Regions from separate parts of the Canis lupus genome. Here region 1 is linked to region 2. The links are chromatin contacts, called in public Hi-C maps. All regions are on one chromosome and are shown on one strand. The core of a region is the stretch at or near the end of the contact, and the rest is flanking DNA. Distances in the headings are between cores, read along the strand shown. Region 1 has its middle 56 kb from the start of CCNL1. Region 2 holds the start of SSR3 (translocon-associated protein subunit gamma).

Region 1 (6,836 bases), core at 2,976-5,475, 440 kb before region 2:
AGAGAAAATAAAAATAAAAAATAAGTAAAATGAAAAATAATAATAATAAAAGAAAATAATGCACAGAGGAAAAAGTAAGACAGTCATCTTCACGTTCACAAGGTGAGAGACCGAGTATTTTCTAGACGATTTATGAAACGCACTCTGCTTTACGCCATCCTCGACACTTGGTTGATTATATTCGTCTAATGCAATTATTAAAAATTGATCAAATAACACAATTATTTTTAAAAATTATTAAATAATTATTAAATAAAATTATTAAATAATTATTTAATAAAAATTATTAAATAACAAAAAATTTAAGAGGAGAAAAAAATCTACTTTGATTTACTGTTTTTCTATATTATCTATGTGGATCAATTTATGGATAAATGTTCAAGTGACATTTCATGCTGTGGAGACACTCCACTCATCCCTGAGTTTTAGAAGCTAAAGCCCAGAAGGCCTCTGGGGTTGAGTGCCTCAACGTGCCTGCGCGCCCAACACCCAGTACCTCATTTTCTACTAAGAGCGTCCTGATTTCCTCTGGGGAGCCGTGCCTCCCCCCACTCTCAGTCCCTGAGACCGGGCTTGGCCAACCAGGGGTGGGCTCAGAGATGAGTACATGAGTCGAGCTGGACCAAGGGGACCGTTGCTGGCACCAAGAGAGACACGTGCTTTGCCCTCTGGGATTGCTACTGCTTGGAGCTGCGGCCCGGAAGTGAAGCCAACGTAAAGGAGAGCAGACGGAGGACGGATTCAGCACACGCTGCCATGTGGACGTCTCAATAAAATGTCATTTTTCTCATTGTCCATAATCAAAGCGGAGACCCTTAGGAAGGAGGGGGAGAAACCGGTTCAAGCCTTGGCCCCATCTCCTGGTTGCGATATCCCCTTGGAGACCATGCCCAGTCTCTCGGCCGGCCCTGCCCTTCTGCTTCACCAAGAACGATGAGGGTGCTTGGCTCATATTCACCTATAACCAACCTTACGGTTGACCTGATTGACACCACACAGAAATACGCCTGGGGCAGTCGATAAACCGGTGCCTCCCAGAGTTCCTTGAGCAAATCCTGGGAGCCCCCATCTGGGGCTCTCTTCCCCAGCTCCTCACGGCCTGTCAACAAAAGGGTTAATTTTGGATGCAGCACAACACCTCCGTTCAGACTGGTCAGCCTGAGCCTGCAAGGATTTTTAAATGTGTTGATCATCCTGTAGGGTCGACAGGGTAGAGGCGGGGTAGGGTGTTGCTCCTGTGCCCCGTGGTATTGAGAGAAAGGGGACTCCTGGCCTCGTGTGGTGCTAGAGCATAGCCGCCTAGGTCTGCCCACCTCAGGGCCGTGACCGCTCTTTGCCTGTCCTGGGTGTCCTGCCAGACTCTGACGTGGAAGTCTGGGGACGTTGAGCTGGTGGTCCATCCTCTAGTCTGAGACAGTGCTCCCTGGCTGGCTCAGCCCCTTCTCTGCTCTCTCGGGTGCTTCTGACACCTGGGCAAGACTTCCCAACTGTCCTGATCCTAGGGGTTCCCCTGGCGGCCCACATCACCGAGTCAACTTGTTGCAGGGATCATCTCTGGCAAGCTGGCCACAGACGTGCTGCTCCGTCTGGGTAGGGTCTAGGCTACAAGGAGACTAGCATAGCTTGGGAAGGCCATGCTGGGTCTCCCTCTGTCCACCCAGGGTCTCCCTCTCATAATTCTAGGGTGGAGGGAGGACCAGGAGAGCAGGTCTTCTTACACCTATGGGGTTAGTCATGACTTTTCAAATACTATTGCTCTCCCTAGGCCTCTTTCTTGACTTGTTCTGCTGCTTCTGTCCCCCCACAATCCCTTCTCTTCCTGTCTAGACGCCTCATACAGAAAACTCCAGTGTTAGTCTACCAAACCCAGTCCTTGGTCTGCTAAAGAAGAAGGTAATGGAAGGTGGGGGTATTTTTCTCAAGGTAAGAGCTTGAGTTACACAGATGTTGTCTTGCTTCAAACTCCACACTTGAATTGTGAAGCTTTTATCTTTGGGTACCTTCTGGAAAGAATTTTCACCCCTCACCTCCACCAGGCAGATGAATGCCTTGAGCAGACTAAATTCATACGTCATGATTCCTATTACTCCTAAAAGCACCTTTTTTAAGCACCTAAAATCGAACCATACCTTCAACCAGTCTACCCAGTTTAGCAAACTAATGGATTCCATTGTTGGTTTAGCTGGTTAGAGCTGGGTTTCAGTCACCTGCTACCCAGAGTCCTGACCGACATGGTAATAACAGGAACTATGTCACATCATTCGCGTGGTGTTGAGCACAGCTCCACATGCAAATGAGGCTCATTAAATGCATTTGACAGATGGATGCCATGGTTAGATCCATGACTCAGACAAAGGTGGTTGTGAAGAGCTCAAGTCCATCCCCAAACCCTTCAAGTGCACTGCTTCCCTTCACCTGGTGGAAGAAAAAGAATGAAGGAAGAGGACTCCTTCCTTTGGGTTAATGGGGACAGAAGAGCTTCTCCTCCCATCATCCTGCGGAGGTTGTACCGAGACCCCACCCACTCTATTCCTCCCCGTTCACCCAGCCCCACCTCTCTTTAGCCTGTCAGCATGTTTCGGTGTCTTCCAGTAAAAAGACATCGACCGAAGCCAACCCCCCCCAAGGCTCCCTGGCTGTAATTTCCCCTTCTCCAACCACCCAACTCTTCCGAAGCAGTAAGCTGTACCCACTGTCCTGCTGCTCCTCTTTCTTGACTCTATTTGCCTCCAACCCCTTGTGACCTGGTTTCTGCTCTCATGACCTCATCGAAACAGGGGTCAATGACTCATCCATGACTTGACTTCCTCATTGTCCCTCTCAATGGTTACATCCCAGCGTTCATGTGCTGGGCATCTCTGTGGCATTTCCTGCTCCTGGTCACTTCCTCACCCCAGAAAAACCTCCTCACTTGGACTGCTTGCTGCCATTTTCCCCCTAGTTTTTTCACTTTTCTGCGCTCTCCTCAGGACCCCTATTTGGGCCTCAGGACCCGGTACCCATCAGGTTCAGCTCTCCTCCATCCCATCACCTTCCCACTCAGTGCAGCCCCAGCTTCAGGGCCCACCTCTATGTTGACTATTTCCCGGGGGTGCTTCGCGCAGCCTCTCTCTGGCAGGCTTGGCACCTGGAGGTCACCCCTGGAAGTCTCCTGCACATGAAAAATGCGTTCAAAACATGCCATCCTCCACTCAGAGCCATTCCTCGTCCTCCAGTCACTATCACAGCGAGTGCTACCGCTATCCGTGGAGCTGCACGAACCTGGGAACTCTTCTGGGTTCCGATTTTCCATTTCCTTCTCCCTGCTTCCTGAAACGGAGCCTCTGGAGCAGTGTGCAGGAGGGGGTGAATGAACACAGAGTCAGGGCTGAGCTGAGTCTAAAGCTTGAGGTCATTTGACCTTTTACATGTTTTTCCAAGCTCCTCCGTTTACACCAGGGCACGGGCCTGGACGGTCTTCAGCTCTGATGATCCAGAGTCCAGACCGCTCCAGTCTGACGCCGTAGGGGCTTCACCCCCATTCCTTCTGGTCGCTGGGAGGGATTGCTCCTCTGCCTGCCCTGCCTAGGAAGAGAGGAGAGCTGCCTGCGATGAGCAGGACTTCAAACCTAAATCAAACCTCCTCGGAGAACGCATTTCACTCTGCTGAGAGGTCCTCACCTATCTCTGCAGCCGCCATGAGTCACAGCGAGAGCTGGGAAAGGAGGGAGACAGAGGGTGGCGGCCAGCAGCTGGTGGAAACATAGACAGTTTCCTCTCGCCTCTGTGTGCCAGGTCACGTAGCCCTGGGTGAGTCTCCCTAAGTGCCACCCAGGGCTTAGGGGGAAAGTACCTTCCCTCTCGTTCTGCGTCACTTTGGTCTGGAAATGAGTATTGTGACTGTCCCGGGGACACCTCTGTACCCACCGCTTCTAGTCCCCAAATCCTGCGTGCACATGGGGGTGCCTTGCACTGCAGTGACCACGCTGAGCAGTGTGCACCTCATGTCACTTACACCCTGCGACCCGGCAGGTAGGTTCTATTTCATCTCCTTTTTGCAGACCAGGAACCCACGGCTCCCAGAGCTTAGCTACACCGGGCCACCTGGCTAGTAGTGCAGGCCTGCCGAGGTCGAGCCCAGCTGTGACTGGTCGACGCCCATGCAGAGGGCACGGCCTCTGATGTGTCCCTGCTTATCTTCCGTGCCATGCACGCGCCTGGCCCGCAGCAGCCTGCAGCCTGATGGATGCTCACGGAAGGGGCGTGCAAGCCTCGCCCTACGGGCTGGATCTGGCCCCAGCTGCAGGGATTCAGAAACTGCAGCCTGGGCCGGCGCCCACCGCCCTCTGCATCCGCCTCCTCGCAGATGCCCTGGAGGGAGCCTGTGCCTTCAGCACCCTCTGGCTCGCTTCCGACGATGCGGCTTCCCCGCCGAGCAGCCTGGCAACGGGGGAGAGCCTGACCCCGGGCGCTCGGGGCTCCGCGGGGCAGCCCCGGCCCCACCACCGACGCATGCGCAGCCCCGACGGCGGGAGCCCGGAGCCGAGCCCGGAGCCGGCGGGCCCTCTCCACGCATGCGCGGCCCCCCACCACCAGAGTCCGAGAGCCCGGGAGCCCGCGAGGCCCTCTCCACGCATGCGCAGCCCCGACGGCCGGAGCTCGAGAGCCCGGAGCCGACGGGCCTTCCTCACGCATGCGCGGCCCCCGCGGCCGGAGCCTGGGAGCCAGGAGCCAGCATGGCCCTCTTCACGCATGCGCGGCCCCGACGGCCGGAGCCCAGGAGCCTGGCAGCCCGGGAGCCGAGAGCCGGCGCGGCCCTCCCCACGCATGCGCGGTCCCCGCGACGGGAGCCCGAGAGCCTAGGAGCCGGCGCGGCCCTCCCCACGCATGCGCGGCCCCGGCGGCTGGAGCCCGGGAGCCCGGAGCCGGCGCGGCCCCTCCACGCATGCGCGGCCGCGGGGCGGGAGGGGCGGTGCAGGGAGCTGCAGCGAGCGCCTGCCCCGCGGCGGGAAGTCCGCGTCCCCGTCCCCGCAGGGACCCGGTGCGCCTGCCGGGAACGAGCCCCCGGGGAGCCACGCCCTCGTTAGCAAAGGCCGGGGCTCGCCCTAGGCCCCCGGGAAAGCGGTTCCCGGCGCGGTCGGGGGCCCCGGGAGCGCCCTGCTGTGCAGAGGAGCTCGGGAGCGGATGTGGGGGGTGGGCGCCCCGGGCGCCGCCTGCAGGGGTGGAGGTGCTGGGGGAGCGCGGGGAGCCCGCCCGACTTCCCTGACCTCGCTCGGCTGCACGTCGTGCCCCTGCGGGGTGCGGGGTGCGGGGTGCGCGGTGAGGAGCGCTGGCCTCCAGGGGGCTGGGGTGGGAGGGGGCGTGGGCCGCAGCCCCGGAGCCTCCCTGCTGGCATCCATCCGCCCACCCCGCGGGACTCACCTTTGGTTTCCTTCAGCTTCACTCCATTTCCCTCCCAGGCCCCAAGAAGTCTGCAAAAGGAGATACTAAAAATGATTGCAGAAAGTTAAACCAGGCGTGAAATGACCCCTAAAATGACAGGGAGGTCGTGGAGAGGCACTGTCTCGGGGGTTTGCTTAGGCGACCCTTTAGTTTTCTTTTTGAGATTTACGGAGACCTGCGAAACAAGCAAAAGCAGACCTTTCACGGAGGCAGAGAGGTTACCTGGGAACTCTTGGTCACTTCCAAGGTCATCATGGGGATAAAGGGTGGGGATGTGCGCGGCTGAAGCGGGCGAGGGGTGCTTGTAAATGAGCTTCATCCATGACTAAGGTCTCCAGGGACGGGAAGGAATACTCTTTACCTTCTGCAAAGGGAAGTTGGGATTCAGAGTAGTGGAGACGCAACCTGCCCTGAAAGCTGCTGCAGCCTCCTGGGTCCCAGGACAGCGGGGCCCTTCCACACTCATGCACTTACTTCCAACGGCAGGTCAAGGAAGATGCTGTTTTATTAAGGACACACTACAATTGGGGGGGGCCTTGCATAACAGAAGATCTCCACACACCCACATTATCCGTGCATCAGTTGCTTCTTAGCCACGTTTGAGGGGAGACCCTAACGTTCACGTTATTGTTCGCGTTTTCTTGTATGTTTGGTTTTTAAAAACAGGAGAGGGGTGCCCGGGTGACAGTCGGTCAAGCGTCTGCCTTGAGCTCAGGTGGTGACCCCGGGGGTCCTGGGATCCCCGCACTGGGCTCCTTGCTCTGCAGGGAGCCTGCTTCCCCCTCTACCTGCTGCTCCACCTGCTTGTGTGCGCGCTCCCTCTCTCTGTCAAAAGAATAAAAAAAATAAACGCACAGGACAACTTCTGTATCTACCTGGATGCAGACCCTGAGAGCTTTCAGATGAGCCATCCACGTGCCTCTCGGGATGATTCCGGGCTAGTCCTCTTTCTGCCACCCCTACGTGGAACACGTCACAGGTGGGCAGGTTGCTCTCCTCTCTGGGCACTTTTACCAGCCCGTCCCTCTGTTCGTGGCAATTAAACCCAGGTCTGAGAAGCAGGAAACCAGGCTTCCCAAGAGATTAGGTCCCACCAGGGGTCAGGGCCAGTCACCTGCCATCGTGGAGATTCTAACGGGTGTCACGTTTATTTGCAAGAAGAGACACAACATCTGAACTGTCAGAGTTCCACAACCACTTTCAGCTCTGTGACCTGGGACGGGGGCAGGGGTGCCGCAAGTGGCAACCTAACTCGTGTCTCCTTCCAGCTCGGTCATTGCAGACGGCCTGCAGCCTCAATGAGCGGCGGGTGCAGCTCCCCGTAGGTACCTATTTTAGTGGCGCTCCCGCAGGATGAACGTTAGTTATTTTCGGTTGCGTGTGGGAAAACCCAGGTCCGCTGCCAAGCCGGGCAA
Region 2 (7,280 bases), core at 675-3,174:
CAAACTTATAGCTTACCTATTTTGTTTAAATACTTTTCTCAGGTGTAATTCTTAATTTCATCGTTTCTTATTTTCTTTTAAATATCCTGGTATCTGTCCCTTTTGACCTTACAGTTCTCTGATTTTTATCTTTTACCATCCTTGGCTTATAAAAAGTAAACAAGAAATCTAGGTATAGAGACAGATGCAGAAGATTTTGCTGATGAATTGGTCACAGATGGAGAGGGAAAGAAGCATTAGTGTTGAAAAATAGCATTTTAGCCTGAACGAATGAGTAGAAAAAACTGAGGGGGGGGGGGTGTACGTTGGAAGAGAAAGTTTTTCTTCCACCACCATTGCATAATAAAAGAGCATTTTTACCATTTGAAAGGGATGTAATGCAGATCTTTTTAAATGAATACTTAAATTTCTGGAAAAAAAAAATCACTAAATGGTCTATTCTTTTCTTATTTTGCTGCTATTGATGAAAGCTTCCGGCATTTATTAGAAGCTTATATTTCAAGAAAACTCCCTCTGGTACTTAGAGAATAGAGAATAGGCTGAAAAGTTGAAGACCGGAAGCTCCATTAGAATGGAAACCGTGTAAATCATTCGCAATTTAGTAGATCTTTCATCTTAATCTCATCTAATCTGTTGATAGGGAAGCTGAAGGTTGGAGAAGTTTGCCTCCTGCCAGTAATGTAGATGAAAGAAGTTTTTGCTCTGATTGAAGTATTTAAGATTAGTTGTTTATGTATGTATTTATGACAGAGCGGGTCCACAGCACAAGCAGATGGAGGGCCAGAGGGAGAAACGGACCCACTGCTGAGCAGGGAGCCCCTGGTTGGGCTCCATCCTAGGACCCTGGGATCATGACCTGAGCAGAAGGCAGACCCTTAACCAACTGAGCCACCTAGGGGCCCCTGGTTGAGTTTTTTGTTTTTGTTTTTTTTAAAGAAAAAGTGATAATGCAAGGAGTTAAAAATGGTATGTGGTGGTTCTAACAGGCCTACTCAATTTTCTGAGCTTTAGAGGAGGCCTGCCTAGCCACCATGTTCTTTACTTAGTTTTATGTCTTACTTAGCATGGCTGTGGAGTCCACATTACTGTAAAGATCGCGTTGGGATAAAGTAATAAAGTTGTGGGCGGCCCAGGCGGCTCGGCGGTCTAGTGCCGCCTTCAGCCCAGGGCGTGACCCCGGGGTTCCAGGATCGAGTCCCGCGTCGGGCTCCCTGCATGGAGCCTGCTTCTCCCTCCTCCTGTGTCTCTGCCTCTCTCTGTCTCTCATGAATAAATAAAATCTTAAAAATCACTTTATTATTATTTTTTTTAAGTGTATTATCTTATTAAATATTCATCAGGGAGGCCAAGAGCTCCTCAGAAGCTGAAGTGCCGCCTCTTCCGTGGAAAGGTCGACTGTGATTTTTGTCGACGCCCTGGAGACCAGCTCTGCTGCGCGCTCCCTTCAGGTTCTCCACCGGATGTGCTTGTCCAGGCTTCTGAGGCTGCGTAAGGAGATAATGGGTGCGTGAAGGAGAAAGGACTGAACGCGGGTTTAGCTACACCATCCTCCTCCCCTTCCTCCTGCAGTGCCCCGGGGCGCTACCCGCAAGCTCCCCGAACGGCCGGCTCGGACCCGAGGCCAGGGCGCGCCTTCCGACTTGGGAATTCCGTCGACCTGGGAAGCCTGACGGGCCCTGAGAAGTGGGATGTCAATAAAGTTTTTGTTTAAAAAAAAAAAAGCCTGCCTGACACCAGAAAGCCCCGCCCTCCGGAAGCCGGCTGCTAGGGGCGGGCCGGGAACCGGAAGTGTGGCCGGCTTGCCCAATCAGGCCGGGGCGCGTAGGGAGCGGCGGCCAATCCTGGGCGAGCTTGCTCCCGCGCCGCGCCAAGGCCCGCCTCCGCGCGTGGCGCTGACGGGTCGCTCGCGGGTACGGCGGCCGCGGGGGCGGTGCTAGAGGCGTCCGGCCCGCCCGGCCCGCAGGCTCCCCGCGCCGCTCCGCCATGGCTCCCAAAGGCGGCTCCAAGCAGCAGTCCGAGGAGGACCTGCTCCTGCAGGACTTCAGCCGCAACCTGTCGGCCAAGTCCTCCGCGCTCTTCTTCGGGAACGCCTTCATCGTGTCCGCCATCCCCATCTGTGAGCGCCGGGGCGGGCGGCGACGGGGCGGGGGCGGGGACGTGGCGGGGCCCGGCTCGCCCAGGCCGGGGTTCGCTGGCTCCGGGACGGCGGCCGCCCGCCGTGACCGGCTCTGAGCCCGAGGCTTACCGGCTGCGGGGAAGCTAAGGAACCGGAGCCGGACCCCTCGACCTGAGGCGGAAGTGGAGCTGCAGGGCCGCGCCGGCGCCGCGCTCTGACGATCGGCCCCACTCTCAGGCCAACGGGGCAGGCTGGTTGTCGCTCGGGTGGAGAACCGCGCAGGCCCCCGCGGCACGTCCGCGGCCGGGGAGGGAGGCCGGGGCTCGCGGCGCCCGCTCGGGGGGGTGGGGGCGGGGGGCGGCCACGTCAGCGTGCGAGCGGCGGCCCGGGCCCGCGCAGCGTCCGCGGCGCCCTGAGGGGGGCGGGGCGTCCCGAACCCGCTCTCCTCCGGGGGCCGGGGGCCGGGGGCCGGGGGCTGGGGGCTGGGGGTCGACGTCTCGCCTGCGCCGGGGGATGGGGATGATGGGGATGGCGAGGGCGAGGGCGAGGTGGTGCGCCTCACGGCTTCCGAGCCGGCCAGGTGCGCGGCCAGGACTTGACCGCCTCCGTCGGGCCTCAGGCGCTGGGCCGGATCTCCTCCCCCGGCCTGAACTTTGCGGGCTTGGCTACGCCGGGTCGGGCCTCTAACTGGGCGCTGACGTTCCCTTCCTGTCTGTGTCCCCGCCCCGGGCCTGATGCAGGGCTGTATTGGCGAATATGGCACATGGATCTCATTCAGTCGGCCGTGCTCTACAGTGTGATGACCCTCGTAAGCACTTACCTGGTGGCTTTCGCATACAAAAACGTGAAATTTGTTCTCAAACACAAGTAAGTATGTTTCTCAAGTGAACGTATGTTTTACATGGTGCACTTTTTTATTTTTTTTTAAGATTTTATTTACTTACGAGAGACACAGAGAGACAGGCAGAGGGAGAAGCAGGCTCCACGCAGGGAGCCCGACGTGGGACTCGATCCGGGGCCTCCAAGATAACGCCCTGGGCTGAAGGCGGCGCCAAACGGCTGAGCCACCCGGGCTGGGCCGCTGGGCTGCCCGTGGTGCACTTTTACGTAGAAGGATGTCTGAAAGATCACTTGTGTCTTATTTTCGATAAAGCATCAACTTGGGCTGTATAGATATGTAGGCATCTTTTTTTTTTTTTAAAGATTTTTTTTTTTTTTTTTTTTTTCCTAATTCATGAGAGAGAGGCACAGACAGAGGCAGAGGGAGAAGCAGGCTCCGTGCAGGGAGCCCGACGTGAGACTCGATCCCGGGTCTCCACCCGGGCTGCCCGATATGTAGGCATATTAATGGGCGGCCATTATTTTAATATGAAAAGTTATTGGGCGGCCTCGGTGGCTCAGCGGTTTAGCGCCGCCTTCCGCCCAGGGCGTGATCCTGGACACCCGGAATAGAATCCCACCTCAGGCTCCCTGCGTGGAGCCTGCTTTTCTCTCTCTCTCCCCCCCCTCTCATAAATAATTAATAAATAAATAAATATATATATATATATCCCTGGGTGGCTCAGCGGTTTGGCTCCTGCCTTTGGCCCAGGGCAGGATCCTGAAGTCCCGGAATCAAGTCCCCCATCTGGCTTCCAGCGTGGAGCCTGCTTCTCCCTCTACCTGGGTCTCTGCCTCTCTCTCTCTCTCCCCGTGTGTCTGTCATGAATAAATAAATAAATAAATCTTTTTTTTTTTAAAAGAAAAATTATTGACTGACTGACTCAGAGACAGCACTTCTGACATTTAAAGAAGTAGGATTCGAGGGTGAAATTACAACAGTTGGGCACTGGCCTCAATCACGGGGTTTATCAGAAAAACTAAGTAAGTTAACATTGCTGAAGTCAAATGAAACTCTGCAAAGTATGATTCTTGTACTCCATGCACCGTTTTTCAGACATGAAAGGTTTTTTTTTTTTTTTTTTAATTTATTTATTTATGATAGAGAGAGGCAGAAACACAGGAGGAGGAGGGAGAAGCAGGCTCCATGCTGGGAGCCTGACATGGAACTCGATCCTGGGACTCCAGGATCATGCCCTGGGCCAAAGGCAGGTGCTAAACCTCTGAGCCACCCAGGGATCCCCCCATGAAAGGTTTTTAATTTTTTTTAACTATGATATTCTATGCTAATTACATTTTTTTTTCTTAGAAGTGTGTAAAAATGTAAAAGACTATATATTTTTAAAGAACACGTTGTATAAATCCTTTCTAAGTCTGTTGTTTCTGTGTTGGGCTCTTTGTGTGGTCACAAGGAATAGAAACATGTTGCCATGGAAGAGCCTGGGTGGCTTAGTTGGTTAAGTATCTGACTCTTGGTTTCTGCCAAGGTCATGACCTCAGGGTCCTGTGATCAAGCCCTGCATCAAGCTCTACACTCAGTGGAGTCTGCTTGCATAGTCTCTCCCTCTGCCCTTTCCCCTGCTTGTGCGCAAAGGTATGCTCACTTGCTCTCTCTCAAATAAATAAACTATTAAAAAAAACCCAACATGTTGAGATGATCTCAGTTAATAGGGATTTATTGTATGAAGGCCAGAAATGTCTTCAGTGGCTGAAAGTGGCCTTAGCATCTTCTCTGTTGTCTTGGACCCATAGGAAGTCAGGTTTGTGTGACTGCCTTTCTGCTAGACAGCAGAGCGGTCATCTTTGTTGTCTTTCTGCTTGGCAGCCCTCTTCACCAACGCCATTCTGGTTCCAGCCTTCCTGGGCTTTCTTGTGCAGTGTGGCCATCTGTGGGTAGCAAAGCCCTCACACGTGGGCACCTTGTGTTACCCACCCTTTGTGATATCCTCAGAACTTAATCCTTTCAAGGCTCGGTGTTTTTTTTTTTTTTTTTTTTTTTAACTTGTCCTGTGTAATATTTTTCATTTACCTTTTTGGAATTAAATATAAATTTAATAGAAAATTATTTTTTTGGGTTTCTATTTTATTAAAAAAATTTTTTTTTGGAGGGGGGTGTTTCTTTTAAAAAGTTTATTCAAGCTAGCAGAGCCAGAGAGAACACAGGTTGCGGGGGCAGGGGCAGAGGCATAGGGAGAAGCAGGCTTCATGCTCAGCAGGGAGTGTGATCCCAGGACCCAGAGATCAGGACTTGAGCCCAGGGCAGATGCTAAACTGACTGAGCCACTTGGGCACCTCTAAAATTACGTTTTTTATACTTTCTCATGTCGATTCTAGGCTTCTTGAGGGCCACTGCCATGTCGTTTGTTCCTTATACCAGTTAACAGTACATTTAGTTGAGTAAAATTTTGATTACTGATTTAGCAGGTTGTCTCATAGTGGAATTATTTTTTAATTAGTTTTGATTTAATGTTAAAGAATGCCACTCCTATTGAAGCTCCTATGGATTTACAAGGTGTGTTAAAGCTCAAAGACCCAGGAAGTTGCAGAGTATGGACAGATGTTACTAGTAGAAGAAAGATGGCTTATGTGTTGACAGTCTGGATTCGGATCTCAGCTCTGCTTTTCTTAAATGTAGAGCCTTGGGGAGCGCCTGGGTGGCTTAGTAGGTTTTAAGAGGCTGCCTTTGGCATAGGTCATGATCCCTCCTCGGTGGGGAGTCTCCTCCCTTGGCTCCTCCCCCAGCTCATTCTTTCTCTCAAGTAAACAAAATCTTAAAAAAAAAAAAATGTATAGCCTTGGGCACACATTTCATCTCTTTAGCCATCAGATTCCTGAGCTTTAAATGGGGATACTTAGTGGTACCTCATAGATGGTGAGGATTGAATAATAAGAGTGACATGTTAAGTGTAGTGTCTGGCACATAATAAATGTTTATGTGCCGTGTCAGATTGGGGGTGTGAGAGCCTGTAGGAATTTAAGGTGGCATGACAAAAAAAAAATGTTTGCAAATATGTTTTTTTTTTTCCAAGAAATTAAATAGTAATTTTCTTTTTTATTCTGGAAGAATTCCAAAATATGTAAAAAAAATTAATAACAGAAATAAAACCAGTTGATTTTTGTGGGTTATCTCAGATGGTTGAGTGCTGGGCCACCAGAATGACCTTTGCCTTGTCTTAGAGCATTGAGCATTGAGTGAGACTTACTTTCTAAGAGCCCTAAAACAGAGGGTAGGACTTCTTGAGTTGTCATAAACCTAACATGTGGTTATGCTTCTGTTAGGTGAAGATACAATTTTAGATCTAGGAGAGAAATGAACTAGTTAATATGGTTTGATCTCTTCAGGAAAATTTGTCTTGTGAACAGATGACTGACTAGTTGTCCTTTAAGACACTAGGAGATAGTCAACTCTTAAGAACATAGTTTAGTCCTATGTCCTAGTATCCTGATGATGATGATGTGTCTGTGTGTATCTCTTTTCCCTCTGTTCAGCTCAGAAAGGTTTCTTCCATAAGTGACATTAATTTATCAACTGACCTTTCTTAGAAAAAACTGGTCTTGTGTGCAGTTCAAGAAACATATTGAGTACCTGGTCGGCTAGAGAGATTCCAGGATGAGAGTCTGCCCCTTAAGAACAGAACTTTTCCATAGTAAAATGAATCAGATGAAATTGGATCTCTGGGAATTTGTGTTTAATTGGCATTGTAGAAGCTCTTGTGGCTAAAGAAAGGCTGAAAACTATTGCCTTGGATAATCTTGGGCTTTCTTTTCAGGAGTCCATCCTGATTTCTCCGTACCTTTCCTTGGTGTATACTAACCAGAACTAAATATAGCTTAGTAATGAGGGATTAATTAATTGAACATAGAGTGAACAGATTTCTGTGTCCCACAGAAAGAACTGCTTTTGATAAATCTCAATCTGTGTTGAACATTTTCATAGTGGAACTGTGTAGGTGGTTAGATTTTGCTTATATCAATTATTTTTCTTCTATAATTATGGCTAACCAGTTTCTTCTATATTACGAAAAATACACCTTGTTAAATTTAAATGTCATGAACTTTGGGAGGCTTTTTATATTTTGTCTTAGGTTAAATTTTACTCTTTCACTAGCAATCTCACCTGATAAAATTCACCTTCTAGATATTCTGATGAATATAGTTTTAAAAATTTGTCTCATCACTGAAGATTTTGATCTGATATCTTGAATAACACTTTTAGCCTTTTCTGGCTGATTCCATATTGGTACAATCTGTGGTTCATTTAGTTAAAAGTGGTATGGTTGATCCC

The links. A called contact is a pair of places that touch in the nucleus more often than the background predicts.
Region 1: a Hi-C map of blood shows a contact between it and region 2, with 3 times the contacts expected there. The contact joins the enhancer-like site here to the promoter of SSR3 in region 2. A contact is called at or near these places in 2 of 9 Hi-C or Micro-C datasets (both in blood).

What each region holds. Positions count from the first base shown.
Region 1 is chr23:51,147,405-51,154,240 of UU_Cfam_GSD_1.0, reverse strand. No RefSeq gene overlaps it. Among named protein-coding and RNA genes, the nearest start is that of CCNL1, 56 kb to the left of the region's middle. Within about 2 kb of position 4,225, at least 5 of the 20 cell types and tissues checked have an H3K27ac peak or open chromatin away from gene starts, as enhancers often do. A contact at or near this core is called in blood, where this site is marked.
Region 2 is chr23:50,700,225-50,707,504 of UU_Cfam_GSD_1.0, reverse strand. SSR3 (translocon-associated protein subunit gamma) reads left to right here and starts at 1,924. Exons shown (of 5, transcript XM_038571285.1): 1 at 1,924-2,116; 2 at 2,857-2,983. The coding sequence starts at 1,984. LOC119865440 (a long non-coding RNA gene) reads right to left here and starts at 2,449. Exons shown (of 3, transcript XR_005377260.1): 1 at 2,246-2,449; 2 at 1,586-1,676; 3 at 1,312-1,484.